Regions from separate parts of the Xenopus laevis genome. Here region 2 is linked to region 1. The links are chromatin contacts, called in public Hi-C maps. All regions are on one chromosome and are shown on one strand. The core of a region is the stretch at or near the end of the contact, and the rest is flanking DNA. Distances in the headings are between cores, read along the strand shown. Region 1 overlaps tmcc1.L (transmembrane and coiled-coil domain family 1 L homeolog). Region 2 has its middle 26 kb from the start of tmcc1.L.

Region 1 (3,797 bases), core at 284-2,783:
TTGCTCACAAGCTACTGGTTGGGGATCACTGGTCTAGTCTATTAGTACATTCATTACACAAGTGCTTGGAACAGTGGTCATCAGACTCTTTTTAACAGTTCTAGCCCCTAATCAGGCTCCACGTTGAAGGGCCATGCTTTGATGATGCCCCACTTGAACTTTTAGTTAGGCCCCACTTGAAGGTCCAACCTTTAGTCAGGCCCCACTTGAAGGTCCAACCTTTAGTCAGGCCCCACTTGAAGGTCCAACCTTTAGTCAGGCCCCACTTGAAGGTCCAACCTTTAGTCAGGCCCCACTTGAAGGTCCAACCTTTAGTCAGGCCCCACTTGAAGGTCCAACCTTTAGTCAGGCCCCACTTGAAGGTCCAACCTTTAGTCAGGCCCCACTTGAAGGTCCAACCTTTAGTCAGGCCCCACTTGAAGGTCCAACTCTTAGTCAGGCCCCACTTGAAGGTACAACCTTTAGTCAGGCCCCATTTGAAGGTCCAACCTTTGGTGAGGTCCCCACTAGCCCATTAAATGGGTACAGATATAGGAAAATATTAGTCAATCTGCCATAGTTCAAAGATTATCTAGGACCCCAATTCCCACCCCAACTGACCTGCAAACTGGGCTTATAGGTGCATCTAGAAGAGAACTAGCCATTTATTTCAGTTGTTACCCTAACTGTATTTCAGGTTGAAACTGCTCCTAGCTCCCCAGGGGTGGGCAGCCCACAGTTTGGGAACCCCTGTCTCACCTGAATATCTCTTGCCCTTTCGTACGACTGATAGGCAATCTTCTCCTCCATGCTGGCAAGCTCCTGCTTCAGATTGAGTATCTCGTTCTGGTGCAGCTCCGTCAGATCATTAAGCTGTTCTTCTAGTCGCTCACACCTGGATTATACAGAGGGACTGATTTAGTGTGAATAAGAAAGACAAAAAACGGGTCACTTTTAGAAGAACCTGCATGTTGATATGTGCATCTGTGTGCTCATTATTTATACTTGTAACATATCATGCTCTACATACTAAGAGACAATGTGTAGACCACATCTTACATGTTTCCCCAGAATCCCTGCAATACTCATTTAACAAAATGCAATTTTAGTGTTCAACAACCTCTACCACTTCCAGATCATCCAAAAAACACCCCCAACACCAAAAAAGGTTGATTCTGCTTTGTATTGAGCACAACAACACTGTATACAGGCATACAGGCCATATTTTAGCAATATTTTCTTTATTTTGATCACCGATAGGAGTTACTTACTGTAAAAGTATTGTGTTTATAGCTATATGCCAGTGCATACAATATATCCTTTCCCCTGCCTATGTGTAACTATACTCCATACTTACTCCTGCATGCTACAATATAGCCATTCCTCTGTGCATGTGTGGCTATACCCCATCCCTTTATGGATGTGTTTCTATTTAAAAATATACTTTCAGTGCCCATTGCTGCTATAGTTGCGACCTGACTGCACTTGTTAAGTTATCTGGGGAATCCCTGTGACAAGGCAGTTACAAAATGCTGTAGTTCCCCTATTGAATCAGTAGAGGGAGTGCCAGCCTCATGTAACTTGGACAAGGACTTCCTCCTACAACATTCTCTGAGCTTGAGCTGTCCCAGTTTAGATAATTAAAATATTTATGCAGGACTTAATTACAGGAGATATCACCTGCCCACAACAACTTCAAGAGCAACTGCAGGCAGCACCAATATACAGGTATGAACCACATGAGGGTAGAGTTTCCCATACTTGAGCTCATCAGATCACATTGGGTGAGCCCGAGGGTGAGGATATTAGGAGCTGTAGTTCACTAATAGCTGAAGAGCTATGTCACTTACCTCACAAGCAACAAGCAGGGGCAAGAAGCCTGACAGACCTGTTTGTACATTTACTCATCTCAAGCCATTCAAGGCCAAGTTTAATTATATTATCATATTATTAAAATCCATAAATACAATGCATTTCAGTAGGAACAGCCAACTTATTGCTCTCCTGCTGATGTTCAACTACAGCCGAGAACACCCCCATGTTGTTACACAACAGCTGCAATCATATTCACACACTAACACATATACATATAGTCCCATGCCCTGTACCAATGCCCAATAAAATGTTGAAATGGCTGTAGGAAGTGCAGGGGGTGGCAAAAAGACACCTGGATTTCACTCCTGATATCCCATAAAGGCTACTCGACATTGATGAGCTCCATGGGACTATTACTTATCCTTTTAGGGCAAAGACACATGGTCAGATTTGGGGAGAAAAGTCGCCCGGCAACAAATCTCCTCTTCTTCGGGGCAACTAATCTCCCCGAACTGCCTTCCCCTGCTGGCTAGAATGTAAATCACCTGTGGGATGGCGAAGTTGCATCAGGCGACTTTGAAAAACGAATTGCTCCGAGTGCCATCCCACTGCTGAATTACATTCTAGCGGGCAGGAAGGCAGGGCAAGACAGTTTGGGGAATTTAGACCAGCTGCTGGTTGAACAGTGAATGCAATCATCGGATTAGTTGCCATGGGTTACTGACCAGGTGCAAATTTGCCACTCTTTATAAATGACCCCCACAGCGAAAATTTTAAGTATTGTAACTATTTTTGTACTAGGGACAAGTAGCTGCTACTAGTAGCTCAGTGTGTCTTCACCCTTAGGGTAGGACTACATGGATGTATTTGGTGCGAACTGGCGCGCTGCGACAAGTCGCATGCAAAAGAAATAAGTTAAGAGATAGTGTCGATGAAGTCGCAGCGTTGATCCGACGCAACACGACTGTCGGGTGCAGACGCCGCACCTGCATCCGACAGTTGTGTCTCGTCAGATCAATGTTGCGACTTCATCCGACATTTCTATCTCTTACCTATTTCCGTTGCATGCAACTTGTTGCAGGCGTTGTCGTAGCGCGTCGGTTCACACCAAAAATGTCCGTGTAGTCCTACCCTTAGGGAGCTCATATGCAGTAAGTCAGTCACCCCTCATAAATTGCAAAAATTCTTCTTCCAGTTCCCCTTTGTCATCTACCTGCAGTCACTTACCTGAACCTCTCTTCCTGTAGGGACTGTAGGATGTAGGAATAATCTCTCTGGTACTGGCTCTTCAGCCCTTCCAAAGACTCTTCTAGCTGGCCCTGGGCTTCCCGAATTTCCTGGATTTCTTGTAATACAACATGGAAGCCTGTCAGTGCCTGTCTATCCAAGGTGTTTGTCCGTGAGCTGCCTGCCCCGCCTCCTCCCCCGCCTTGCCCCCCACTGGTGCTGTTTGCTCCGAAAGATCCTGAGGTTGCACTGGAACAGTCCTCCTCGCTGCCGTATTTGGGACTAGCCTGGAGCATATTTAGGGTCCCCAAACCCTTTCCAGGAACAAAATCTTCCCCTTGTGGAGTGGAGAGAAGTGAAGGATCATCCAGGGATGAGATGTTGTCACTGCTTCCAAAGCGGTTGCGCAGCAGAGAGGCGATTTCTCTGGGCTTGGACACCACTGCACCGGCAGCAGAATGAGTAGCCTGTGAAAAGCTGGACAACCCTCCCCTGACACTGCCCACCACCCCCTCGCTGAATCCGGTTACTCGCGCCCCCACATCCTTTAGCCCCTGGTGCATGTCCCGGAGCACATCCTTGGGCTGCCGTGCAATGCCATTCTGCTCCACCTCACGCAGTTTGCGGTGATAATGCTCGAGCTTCTTCTGGAGATGCAGAATGTTCTGTGAGGACTTCTGGTTCTTCTTCTCAAAAACCTGAACAAGGAAAAGTCAGAGGGGTCAGGAGTAGGATGAATGAATCAAGGGTCTCAAACAAGTAAAAGATAACGCACC
Region 2 (4,021 bases), core at 173-2,672, 110 kb after region 1:
TGAGCCACATTCAAATGTAAAAAGAGTTGGGCAGCAACACAAGCATGAAAAAGTCCCTTGGGGTGCCAAATAGGTGCTGTGATTGGCTATTTGGTATCCCCTACGTGGACTGGCAGCCTACAGGAGGCACTACTTGGCACTATACTTAGTTTTTATGCAAAGAAAACTTGATTCCAAACCTGGAATTCAAAAATAAGCACCTGCTTTGAGGACACTGAGAGAAACATTCAAGAGGTTGGAGAGCAACATGTTGCTCATGAGCTACTGGTTGGGGATCACTGCTATAAAGTTACACACATGAGAGATGCCTTCAGGCCTGATGACAGTTTTTGTTCTAATGCATCTGCTGGATCCTGCATTCAGGCACATACTATTCCTGTCTGTGTACAACAGCATAGGGACAAATGAAGCACCTGGTTTTCATGGGGAAAAATTACCCCCGATATTTAAAAGTTCTTCTTGGTTCAATAATCAGTGCATTGACGAAGCCCTGACAGTTGCTGTGCCACAAAGAAATATATTCCCTGTTTTTCTAGCACTGCTATGGTTCTGAGAGCACATGAAGCACAGCACAATTCTACATACATACTGTATGCAGAGACTGAGAAAAATTCACTGTAATCAGCAAGGCATCAGAATTGTACGTCATAACTTTTATATTCCAGCAAACTAAACACATCCATGAACTGGAGTATCATGCAGGCACCCCTGACTGTTCCCTTCATTCATCTGCATTGTACAAGATTTATTTTTCCTTTCACGGCACTGCCTTGGTTTCACTCCAAAAATAACAATTTCAAGTCCTGACATCAGAAGAATGGCACAGCAGGAAAATCTATGGATGAAATTAAGGGAGAGTGACCCTCGCCAGCACCAGTACAGTGGCTCACAGCAATGATTCAAACACGTTCAGTCGTTACTAAATGCTCTCATTTATGACTGGTTGTTATGGGTTACAGCACTGGGATAAATAAATGTATAAGCAATTATTAGACAGGGGTCTCGATAAGTAAAAGGTAAAAGACAGACAAGGAAGTCAGATGCCCTTCAGTTGAACTGATGTAAGAAAGCCAGATGATGTTAAACACAGCACAATAACTAATTTGGAGCCTGCTAGAAATAAAGTAGGAGGCAAAGTGTTAAAGATCTGCTACAGATGGAAAAGCAGCAGGGTAAGAGGGAGTAAAACAACTGAGATGTAAAGCAATGGATTAGATCAGGTAGGATAGTGTTGGTAGAAGCATTAGAAAAGTACTGGGAGTAACAAAATAGCACAGGTTGTAGGCGAGGAGCAGAGAGTTAGACAATAACAACCGGCAGAACCACCAAAATCCACAACCTGACGATACAGGATCAGCAGGTTTGGACACACAAAAGAAAGTGATCAGACATAAAACAGCAGCACAGAAACAAACAGATGCATAAGAACACAGCCCTATGTGACACATGCTGAAGGTGTCCGCACACTGGGTATTGGATCCAGCTAGCCAAATAACAGCGTGGGTCCCCATGGCTACTCTATTTCCAAACCTTGAAAAATATAAAATAAATTCATCGGCTCCCAATAAACCGATCCTGTGTGTATTAAACATAGGAACCTTAGACTGTAAGCTCCACTGGAGCAGCGGCTGATGTGAATACAGAACAATGACTGTAGAGCAGGATAGGAATGGCCTGGATATATCTGCTGCAGACAGTTAGAGATAAAGGGATGAGTGGAATGCCATAAATATGGAAAGAGGAAACAGTTGGGAAAAGCAAGTTGGAAGGCTGACAGGAAAACAGAAGAGCCATGGGAGGGAAAAGAAGAGCCGACTATAACAAGCCTGGGGACAGCAGTACATGGAAGAAACCAGCAGAGCAAACCAGATGGGAGAAAAGAAGAGATAATAGAGGCAATACATTCCTGTATACTGTAACATACAGAGGAAATGTCCTGTCAGTCACATCTTGTTTTGCCTCTCACTATTATTTCACACTTGGGGGTATATTTATTAAAGAGTGAAGTTAGATATAGCCACAGCCCGATAGAGTGAAATTCCGCCACTCTCCATTCATTTTCATGCCATTTTTAAATATAGTATTTATCATTGGGTGAAAGTCAAAGTTCATCCTTTGATAAATACGCCTTTCAAAATCCCATAGAAATGAATGGAGTGGCGGAATTTCACTCTAACAGGTGTGCCAGTACCAGGCCACCAGCCTCCTGAGAAAGAAGCTATGTGTTTCTAAGATACGGAGCCTTAGATTTTGAAAGGCGTATTTATCAAAGGATGAACTTTGTCTTTCACTCATTGATAAATACTATTTTTTAAAATGCCATGGAAATGAATGGAGAGTGGCAGAAATTCACTGTAGCGGACGGTGGCTATATCTAAGTTCACTCTTTGATAAATACACCCCTTAAGCTAGCCATAGACGCAAAGATCCGATCATACGAATCAACGTACGATCGGACTTCCCCATCTCCCGACCTGCCATTAACCATTCAGATCAAAGTCTTACCATTCAGATCAAATAAAGTAGTAAAAGAACAGATCAGCCAATGTTCTGCCCCTGACAGCAATCGTACGAAAGTTATGTCTGACCAAAGCGGGCGACAGTCTCCCTCTGAAAATCGGCAATACTTTATCGGCAGCCGACAGAAATCTTTTAACCTGTCCGATCGACCAAACGACCGATCTCCGCCGGATGAAAAATGACGGGACTCTCCACACATGATCCGAACAGTGTCGGACTGGGGGGCCCACCGGGACTACTGTCCAGGGCCCCCTCTGACCCCCTACCGAGATGCACTTGGCGATCCTGCTTGAGAGGCGCCACTCGATGCTCGGTATGAATGGCGCTGTGCGGTGCCTAAAGAAATCTTTTTTGTTTTAACAAACTGGTCGGGAGAGGGGTCTGGCCGGCGGGGGCCCATTAAGGGTCGGGGCAAGCCGGGTTTTTTTCCTGGTTTCCCGCCGGGCCAGTCCGACACTGGGTCCGAAAATCGTACGAATCGAGGATCTAAGTTTCCTTACACGCTCAGCACCTTGCACAGTCTTAATTATACAGCAGCAATTCCACTTGTTCCTGACAAAACCTGCATATTCTCGGCACTTGTTTAATCACAGCTCTCAGCATCCCGACAACCTATGCTTGGCACAACAGCAGCCTACATTGTTCAACTACAGCTCCCAGAATCCACGAACAACCCTTGGCTGTCACCAGTAGTGGAGAGGCAGCGTTTATTTCAGTATATAACCACTAAATCTCCCAGCATCCCCCGACATCCTTCAGCTGTTAGGAAATAGTGGAAGGAAGTATATTGCACAGTAAATACATCTCCAGCTTGGGTGAAACTCTCAGCACCCCTGACAGCCTTTTCTATTCAATGGGGTGGAGGGTGCAGACTGGATAGCTCACAACTTTATATAATTAATGCATGAAAAATTGAGACAGCAGGTGGATCTATCACTAGGTACAATTGAGTGATTAACCAAAGGGAAACTGACCTAAGTCAGGAAAGCTTCAGTGTTAGTTAAAGATATGTCTTTAACTAACAATAATTAATGTATGCACAAATACCTATAGGTTGGAAGAGAAAAGGTGACATTGGCTGCACAGATATACACATGAATGCATTACAGAACCATACATACATATATATACATATATATATATACATATACATATATATATATATATATATATATATATATATATATATATATATATATATATATATATATATATAACAAGACTAATGACAAGCAGTCTCAGTATAGTAAATTCATACAAATGACAAACACTTCATACACAACAAAACACACCAATTCCCTGCCCCCAACCTGCAGCAATCAAAGGCAAATGCATCAACAGCACTGGGCAAATTTGCGCCAGGGCAGTAACCCATAGCAACCAGGAAGTTTTATTTCTTTTCAGACAGCAGCAGGAAGAACCATGAAAAGTAAATGATTGCTGCCATGGTTAAATGCCCAGAGGTAAGTGCCCAGTGTTGGTTAATGAGCCCTCTAAACAG

The links. Hi-C and Micro-C count contacts between places; a contact is called where the count stands out from the background.
Region 2: a contact with region 1 is called in a Hi-C map of the XTC cell line, with 4 times the contacts expected there. The contact joins two enhancer-like sites. A contact is called at or near these places in 2 of 4 Hi-C or Micro-C datasets (the XL177 cell line and the XTC cell line).

Annotation. Positions count from the first base shown.
Region 1 is chr4L:131,535,733-131,539,529 of Xenopus_laevis_v10.1, forward strand. tmcc1.L (transmembrane and coiled-coil domain family 1 L homeolog) reads right to left here. Exons shown (of 5, transcript NM_001091298.1): 3 at 3,022-3,719; 4 at 739-874. Among protein-coding and RNA genes, the nearest start is that of plxnd1.L, 28 kb to the left of the region's middle. Within about 2 kb of position 1,534, at least 1 of the 7 cell types and tissues checked has an H3K27ac peak or open chromatin away from gene starts, as enhancers often do.
Region 2 is chr4L:131,648,414-131,652,434 of Xenopus_laevis_v10.1, forward strand. It overlaps a transcript of tmcc1.L not described here. Among protein-coding and RNA genes, the nearest start is that of tmcc1.L, 26 kb to the left of the region's middle. Within about 2 kb of position 1,423, at least 2 of the 7 cell types and tissues checked have an H3K27ac peak or open chromatin away from gene starts, as enhancers often do.